Linked DNA regions of Sus scrofa: region 2 is linked to region 1. A link is a contact called in public HiChIP or PLAC-seq data. All regions are on one chromosome and are shown on one strand. The core of a region is the stretch at or near the end of the contact, and the rest is flanking DNA. Distances in the headings are between cores, read along the strand shown. Region 1 holds the start of ARHGAP21 (rho GTPase-activating protein 21). Region 2 overlaps ARHGAP21 (rho GTPase-activating protein 21).

Region 1 (3,700 bases), core at 496-2,995:
TGCAAGAAATGAGTTCCTCTGCCTGCTTTAGGAATGGAAAATTTAACTTCTGATCCATTTTTTATTAAAATGCCAACCACTCACACACTTAGAACCAAACCTTGTTTGAATGACCGCGAAGTTAAAAAGGAACATTTACAAGGCACCAAAGAATATAATGTGACGGCTCACTGGAGAATGCTATTGTTATCTAATCTTCAACCTTTCCATAAAAATACAGGCAACTCAAAAGCAAAGTCTAAAGAAAAACAACATTCAGGACTCTTAGCAAGCAAATTACAGAAACCGTCAGTAACAAAGTCAACACAAAATCTTCATTATAGAAGTAAACTCCAAATATAAGGAGGAAAAAAAGATGTGAGAGGCAACAAGACACAGGAGTGCCACAGACCAATGGATTTTCTATTTCTGCCCTGCCTTACTCAAAAATTTTCAGAAAGCTTGGGGTAAAATCTACCGGGCCCTTCCAAAGACGCTGGTCTGAAGGCAATGCAATCCACCTGACAGCCGACGCTAAATGTGAGCCACCTGACAGCCCCGGCTGACACCTGCAGGACTTCGGAGCAGTGAAAGAGGGCATAAATAAAAGAACAGGAAAGCCGGAAGATTTTTAAGGGAGTTGGAATTACAGCTCCGTTAAGCAGTTTTCCAAGGGTGTGCCTAAAAACTGTCCAAGGGAAAACACTTGTTTTTCTACCCAAAGTAGAAATCCACAGCAACAGCAATCAGTCAAGCCGTGTCTCAGTATCAAAGAGGAGGTGGTCCAGGAGCCACCAGCCTTCCAGCCCCCGAGCAAACCCTGGCTACACCTACGAAATGTACAAAGCCACTCCCTAACCAGCCCAGCTCCAAAAATACTGGAGGATGGGGACTCGGAAAACCGAAGCTTGCAGCATTCCCAACCACCTAAAAAGAGAGAATTCCATGCTCTGAGATGACCAAGATGGAGGCATTTCAAAGTAAGAAAGGAAAAATATCCTTGGGGGGGAGAAGGGGGGAGCGGGGATCACTGGAAGTTCCTAGAAACAAAAACGGGCAACGTTTCACTTCTCTACTGGTCAAGCTGGGGTCCTCCCACCATCCAGCCCAAAGCCCCAAAAGCCTCTTCCTAGGCTGTGTGGCAGCTGACCCCCGCCACCGGCAGGACACCTCACAGACACAGGCCACCACAGACGGGCAGGGATCCTGCCTCAAGCGCTTACCTCACAGGTGGGGGACCCGCAGGCCTTGAGCTTGTCACCATCTCCCTCCGGCAGACCAGTCCGACGTGTGGCCATCATTTCATTTCAAATCACAAAGAAGGGGCCAACCCTTGGGAGTCCACATTGGGGGCGAAATGCCACCACACACCCAAAAGGTAAGAATTCCACACCAGGCTCCGCAGAAGGTGCAGGGCTAAGTGAGACAAATAATGGGCCGGGGGATGAAGGTTTTGATGAAGCCCCTCCGCAATGCCCTGAAGATGATTTCTTCGGACTTCAAACGATTTCCCCGTCTTCGTCCATTTCTCGAGACGGAAAAAACAAAGACGACAGGTCTCCTCCTCAGCAGCTAGTGAGGCCAGCTGCAGAAAGCGGTCCCCTTCGTCCTAGCGCTTCTCCCGACTCCAAGAGCAATCTGAGTGCGCCGCGAAGCCTCTGCCCAAGAGATCTTTCCTAGAGGAGGGAAAAGTTAAAGGGCATGAACTTTCTCCAGACGCTGACCTTAGACTCGCCCACGTCTAGCCCAAGTTCGCCTTTCCAACACTCGGAAAAATAATGCGGTCCACGCTGATGAACCTCCGTATAAAAGAATCTATCCATACAACAACAACGACAAAAAAAAAAAGAAAAAGAAAAAAATCTATAAATCATGAAAAAAATGAGTAACATCAGAGCTGCACGGTGGTTGCGTCAAACATGCCTGGCTGTTGTGAAGCCGTCAAAACATTCCCTTTTCAAGTGCATTTTAATGAGCATTATTTTCTGGGCAGAAGAGGCGTCTCTGTTCTTCCGCATCACCCAGCTGAGGAGACTTAAGGGAAGTTTGCTCCCCACGAGACTAAAATGGGATAATACTTTTTCAAAAACCCTCCTTGCTCCCCGCCGCCTCCCCAGCTGGCCCAAATAAAAACAAAAAGCCAGGATCGGACTTAGCCAGCGCCTCGGCCGGCGTCTCGAGGCGGCCTGGGGGACCCGGGGCGCCCGCCCTCCGCCCCAGCCGGCCGGTGTCCCCGAGGAGGCGGCTGTTTTCCTTGGCCCGCGGCGAGGCTGGGCGGAGACGGCGCGGGGCCGGGAGGGGAGGCGTGCGCGGCTGCGGCGGCGGGAGGGACTCCCTCTCCCGAGCATTATTCCGGAGCTATAGAAATGAAGCCGCAGCCCCAGCAACTTTCATTTAGTTGCCGCGTCCCAATCAACGCCCCGACACGATATTCCCCTTTTTCCGTGTCCACCTTGGGGGGGGGGGGGGGAAATAGGAAAAAGAAAACCACCACCCACCTACCACTATTTCCCCCGCCCCTTCCAGAGGCGGGTCGGGGATCTCGATCTCCCGGGAAGGGCGGCCCAAATTTGTACTTTCAAAAACGAGTGGGGGAACCCGAGGGAAAGGCCAAGAGCGAGGGGGCTCACCCGCCGCGCCCCGCCGGGCCCGGCTTCCGCGGGCGGCAGCGATTGGCGGCGGGGACGCGGGCCGGGCATGGGGCCCGGCCGGGACGCGCTAGGCCGCAGGCTCGGTTAATATTCATGAGCGGACGGGAGGCGCCCCTCCTCCACGGCCGGCCGGCGGGACCCCGGCGCCCGCCGCCGGCCTTTGTGCCCTTCCCTCCTCCCGCCGTCCTCCCCCGCTCCGCACACGCGGGTGCGGCCCCTACGCCCACGCCGGGCGCCCGCCGCGGCTCCCTCCGGCCCCGCGCCAGCGCCGGGCGGGGTGGCCCGGGGTGGCGGGAAGGGAGGGAGCCCGCGGCGAGCCCGGCTCTCCCTTTCCACCCGCCCGGCGGCGCTGCGCCGGGTCGGCCGAAGCAGAAAATAAAGCAGACACGCACCGGAGAAAGCGCGGCGAGTAGATCCGCACCCGGCCGGCCGGTCCCCGGACGGCACGCCCGGCGCGCACCGGACCCAGCGGGAGGACGAGCGGGCGCTGCCCGCCGCCGTCGCGCTCCGAGGCCGCCGCCCCCGGCCGGCCGCTCCCAGGCACCGCCGCGACCTGCCCCGGCCGGCCCCGGGCTCTCGGCCGCCGCGGGAGGGCGTGGGGCGGGGCGGCGGCCGCCGGACTCTCCCCTCGCCTCGCCGGGCCGGGCCGGGGCCGCGCTCGGGCGCCCGCGATCACCAAGTGACAGAAGTGCCTCGCTCCGCTGCCGCGCCGAGCTGTTTCCCGGGGGCGGATTTCTCGCTTCTTCCTCCCTGGATCCACCTCCTCCCACTCCACCTCCTTCCCCTCCCCTCCCCAGGGGAGGCTCCGGGGCTGAATATTTTCTGTCTTGAATAATATGGTCCCGGGAACCAACGCTGGAGAAGGGGGATTAGCCTGGGGCGGGGTGAGGGGTGATCGCCAACCCCCTCCCAATGTGTGTCGGGACCTACAAGCCCTCGCCGCCCCCAACACCTCCCCCAAAGCCAGACACACAAAACCCTCCCCGCCTTCGCCAATCTCTCGAGCTCAGAGCGGGAGCGGCCAGGAACCCGGGCTTCTGCTGCGGAAGGCTCGGTGCTCCGCGTCAGGG
Region 2 (3,713 bases), core at 172-2,671, 50 kb before region 1:
TTTTTAAACTCTGACTTGCCATCATATTAAATGATACTGAAAGTATCCGTCTAATTCCAGTAACTTTTTATAATTGTCCAAATATTTAGCAAACTATTTCCTCTGCATAGTCTGCTCAGAAAACTCACCACCCTTCTAGACGCTAGAAAAATAGCTATGTACTAGAAAAAATAGAATCAAGTTTAGAATTAGACATTCTTTTAAAAAAGATTTGGAATTCATAATCAGTATGATCTTTCAGAGGAGATTAAAGTGTCTGGTTCAGAGAGTAGAAAAATATCTAAAAATTTGGAAAAATATAATAACAGTGTAAATATAAACTAATTCTTTTAAGACAGAAGGAAGGCAGGATGAGAAGAAGACAAGAAGGAGACAGGAATTGCCTTGCATTCTTCTTTAATTACTTCTCTTACCTTATATGAAAATTGAATTGCAGACTCGGGGGATAAACAATAAAATGCCTCAATGTGAAACCGAAGCCTTGAGATGTTCTTTTCAACATAACTGTTTTGGGACCTGGCCAGGAGAATGTTTCATCTTCGGATGGTGATACAGTTTCACTCTGTTCTTTTCCATCTTTACTTTTTGATACCTAAAGTGAAAAGATGATTAAAAGTTAACTATAGGACACAATATACTTCATCACTTGGGGGAAAAATATGTGTAAAAATATAATACCTGAGGCACAGACAGAAACTCAGTGGAGAAAAAGAACCATATTCTGATGCATATGTGGTATAACAAGTCAGAAAGAGGATCAAAAAACTCAACTTTTTTTCTACTAGAAAGGGAGGCTATAAAAAGTTAATCAGAAGCAAGAAAGAACTCTTGAAAATGAGAAATATAATGGCTAAAATGTTAAATGCAATAAAAGGAATGAAAGATAACACGAAGAAAATCTCAGAGAGCTCTAAGGACTAGGAAACAGAAACTATGAAAGAAGAGACAGGAAACTCTTGCCGAGTAAGAACACAAAAAACTGTTATGAGTCCAACAGCAGCAAAGGATATTAGAAAGTAAGAGATAAGGCTTTGGGTTCTGAGCACAACCTCGGTATCCACATAGATAACCCTTCTAATATCCTGACTTTCCAGTCTTTGCTCCCCCCCAAACCACCACCACCCCGGCCCTCACGGCCCCCTGTCCTCACTTCCCTCATAAGCCAGTTTTGACTCAGTCCTTTGCCTTTCTCTCACTTCCTCAAAGTTGCCTAAGAAAACCCAACTCTGGCTAAATCAACATCGTCTGCTCTGGACCTGCATCTAGGCTGTCGAATTTTTTATGCAGAAAAACAAAAAATTAAGCCAACTGCTTTCAATCTAAGTTCCCGATGGGGAGTTCCCTTCGCGGCTCAGTGGTTAACGAACCTGACTAGTAACCATGAGGTTGTGGGTTCAATCCCTGGCCTCGCTCAGTGAGTTAAGAATCCGGTGTTGCCGGGAGCTGTGCTGTAGGTCACAGACGTGGCTCAGATCTGTGTTGCTGCGGCTGTGGTGTAGGCGGGCAGCTACAGCTCCGATTCACCCCCTACCCTGGGAACCTCCATATGCCCCGAGTGTGGCCCCCAAAAGACTAACAATAATAACAACCTCAGGAGAGTCTTCAGTGTGGTCTGGCCATGCTAACAGGGTCTCCCCATCCCTTCATTCCAGACGACTGTTTCTTCCCTTCCCCCACCCTCACTTGTAGCTAACAACCCTGCTTTCATTGCACAAAACCACGCAAGCAAGAAAACGAGAACTTAGTGACCAGCCATCCACCCTGCAGCTGGAGCACGCTCTCTGGTTTTCCCTCTGGACAATGGCTGAACCTCCCATTGGCCCACAGCCCCACCACTTATGTGCTAGACCCCGTTCCTCTTCCTAGACCAAGACATGGTCCCAGCAAGTCCCCTGCCCCCCCGCCGGCTCTCATGCATCATCTGTTTTCTCTTCGCTACATCATTCCCATCCCCTGTGTGTACATTTCCTAAGTTCTTTCATCTTAAAACATGACAGAAATTCTCTCTTGACCACAGCCCTCTCCAGCTTCCACTTTGTTGTTCTGCTTATCTTCAGAGCGAAACCCCTTGGAAGTTGTCTGCAGCTGCTATCTCCAATTCTTCCTCTCCCATTTATCTCGTAAATCTCCTTAAATCAGACTTTGGCCTCCGTAATTCCCTGGAACTGCTCTTGTCAAGGTCAACAATGGCTTCTACATCGCTGAACGGAATGGTCACTTCTCAGCTCTCGTCTTCCGTGACCTGTCAGTGGGTAAGGGATTACTTCCTTCTTGAAAAACGTTTCCATGGGACTTCCTACACTGATCTGAATTTCCTCCTACCCCTGGGGTCCTTCTGCTTAGTCTCTCTGTGGCTTCATCTGCTCGACTTGTGAGTTTAGGAGCACCTGGGACTCAGCCCAGGGACCCTTCTACCTCGACTCTGGCGGGTGGTGATCTCTAGCCCAGTGTGCATCTCTAGCCCAGACATCTCCCCAATCTAACAGACACCTCAAACTTAACATGTCTACTTTGCTGCTCAGATTTTGTATTCAATTACAACTCCAAGTTCACCTCAGCAGTTTTGAAATGTCACCTTCATCCAATGACAAATACTTGAATATGCTTGATTCTATTACATTTTAAATTACACTCCACTAGTGAATCATGCCTGTTCTTCCACAATGATTTACTTTAGAAGAAGGTGTTTAAACCTAAATAATCCTCCTGGAGGCAATTTTTCAAGAGACTTCTAAATCCTGAACACTTTCATCATAAGTCAATACCTAGGCTATTACTAGTGAGCCATTCATCAACTTCATTTTCTTTTCCATTTGGGAAGGCAGCTAGATAGTAATATTTCGCCACCAAACTTGCAGCAGAAGAGGTTGTGGCTGAGTCTTAGTCAATGGAATGGAAGTATTATTGGTTTTTTTTTTTTTTTTTTTTGGTCTTTTTAGAGTTGCACGGAGGCATATGGAGGTTCCCAGGTTAGGTGTTGAATCGGAGCTACAGCTGCTGGCCTGCACCACAGTCACAGCAACGCAGGATCCGAGCCACATCTTGGACCTACACCACTGCTCACATCAACCCAGATCCTTAACCCACTGAGCAAGGCCAGGGATGAAAACTGAGTTCTCATGGATGCCAGTCATATTCATTTCCGCTGAGCCAGGACAGTTACTCTGGAAGTATAATAAATATCTAAAAGTGAACAGCATTTCTACCTACACACGGACAATACACCTGGAAATTGAAAAATTTAAAATACCACTTAAAATGTGAAATACTTGGAGTTCCCGTCGTGGCACAGTGGTTAACGAACCTGACTAGGAACCATGAGGTTGCGGGTTCGGTCCCTGCCCTTACTCAGTGGGTTAACAATCTGGCGTTGCTGTGAGCTGTGGTGCAGGTTGCAGACACAGCTCGGATCCCATGTTGCTGTGGCTCTGGCGTAGGCCGGTGGCTGCAGCTCCGATTGGACCCCTAGCCTGGGAATCTCCACATGCCACGGGAGCAGCCCAAGAAATAGCAAAAAGACAAAAAAAAAAAAAAAAAAAAAAAAAAGTGAAATACTTTGGGATAAATGTGACAACAGATTTGTCAGACCTATAAAGTGGAACTCCAAAGCACTGCTGAGGAATTAAAGAATATCTAAAGAGGAGTTCCCATCGTGGCTCAGAGGTTGACGAATCCGACTATGAACCGTGAGGTTGCGGGTTCGATCCCTGACC

What was found. HiChIP or PLAC-seq counts read pairs in DNA pulled down with a chosen protein or histone mark.
Region 2: a contact with region 1 is called in an H3K27ac HiChIP or PLAC-seq map of alveolar macrophages. The contact joins the enhancer-like site here to the promoter of ARHGAP21 in region 1. A contact is called at or near these places in 8 of 47 Hi-C or Micro-C datasets (embryonic fibroblasts, fetal liver, heart right ventricle and 3 more) and 2 of 2 datasets of contacts at active chromatin or transcription factors (alveolar macrophages and skeletal muscle).

What each region holds. Positions count from the first base shown.
Region 1 is chr10:50,539,627-50,543,326 of Sscrofa11.1, reverse strand. It overlaps ARHGAP21 (rho GTPase-activating protein 21), which reads right to left and starts at 1,745. Exons shown (of 26, transcript XM_021064916.1): 1 at 1,203-1,745. The coding sequence starts at 1,280. It overlaps LOC110255603 (basic salivary proline-rich protein 2-like), which reads left to right and starts at 2,346. Exons shown (of 2, transcript XM_021064283.1): 1 at 2,346-3,700. The coding sequence starts at 2,346. The coding sequence ends at 3,461.
Region 2 is chr10:50,588,974-50,592,686 of Sscrofa11.1, reverse strand. It overlaps ARHGAP21 (rho GTPase-activating protein 21), which reads right to left. Exons shown (of 26, transcript XM_021064916.1): 2 at 442-592; 3 at 414-439. Among named protein-coding and RNA genes, the nearest start is that of ARHGAP21, 49 kb to the right of the region's middle. Within about 2 kb of position 1,421, at least 31 of the 83 cell types and tissues checked have an H3K27ac peak or open chromatin away from gene starts, as enhancers often do. A contact at or near this core is called in alveolar macrophages, fetal liver, liver and 2 more, where this site is marked.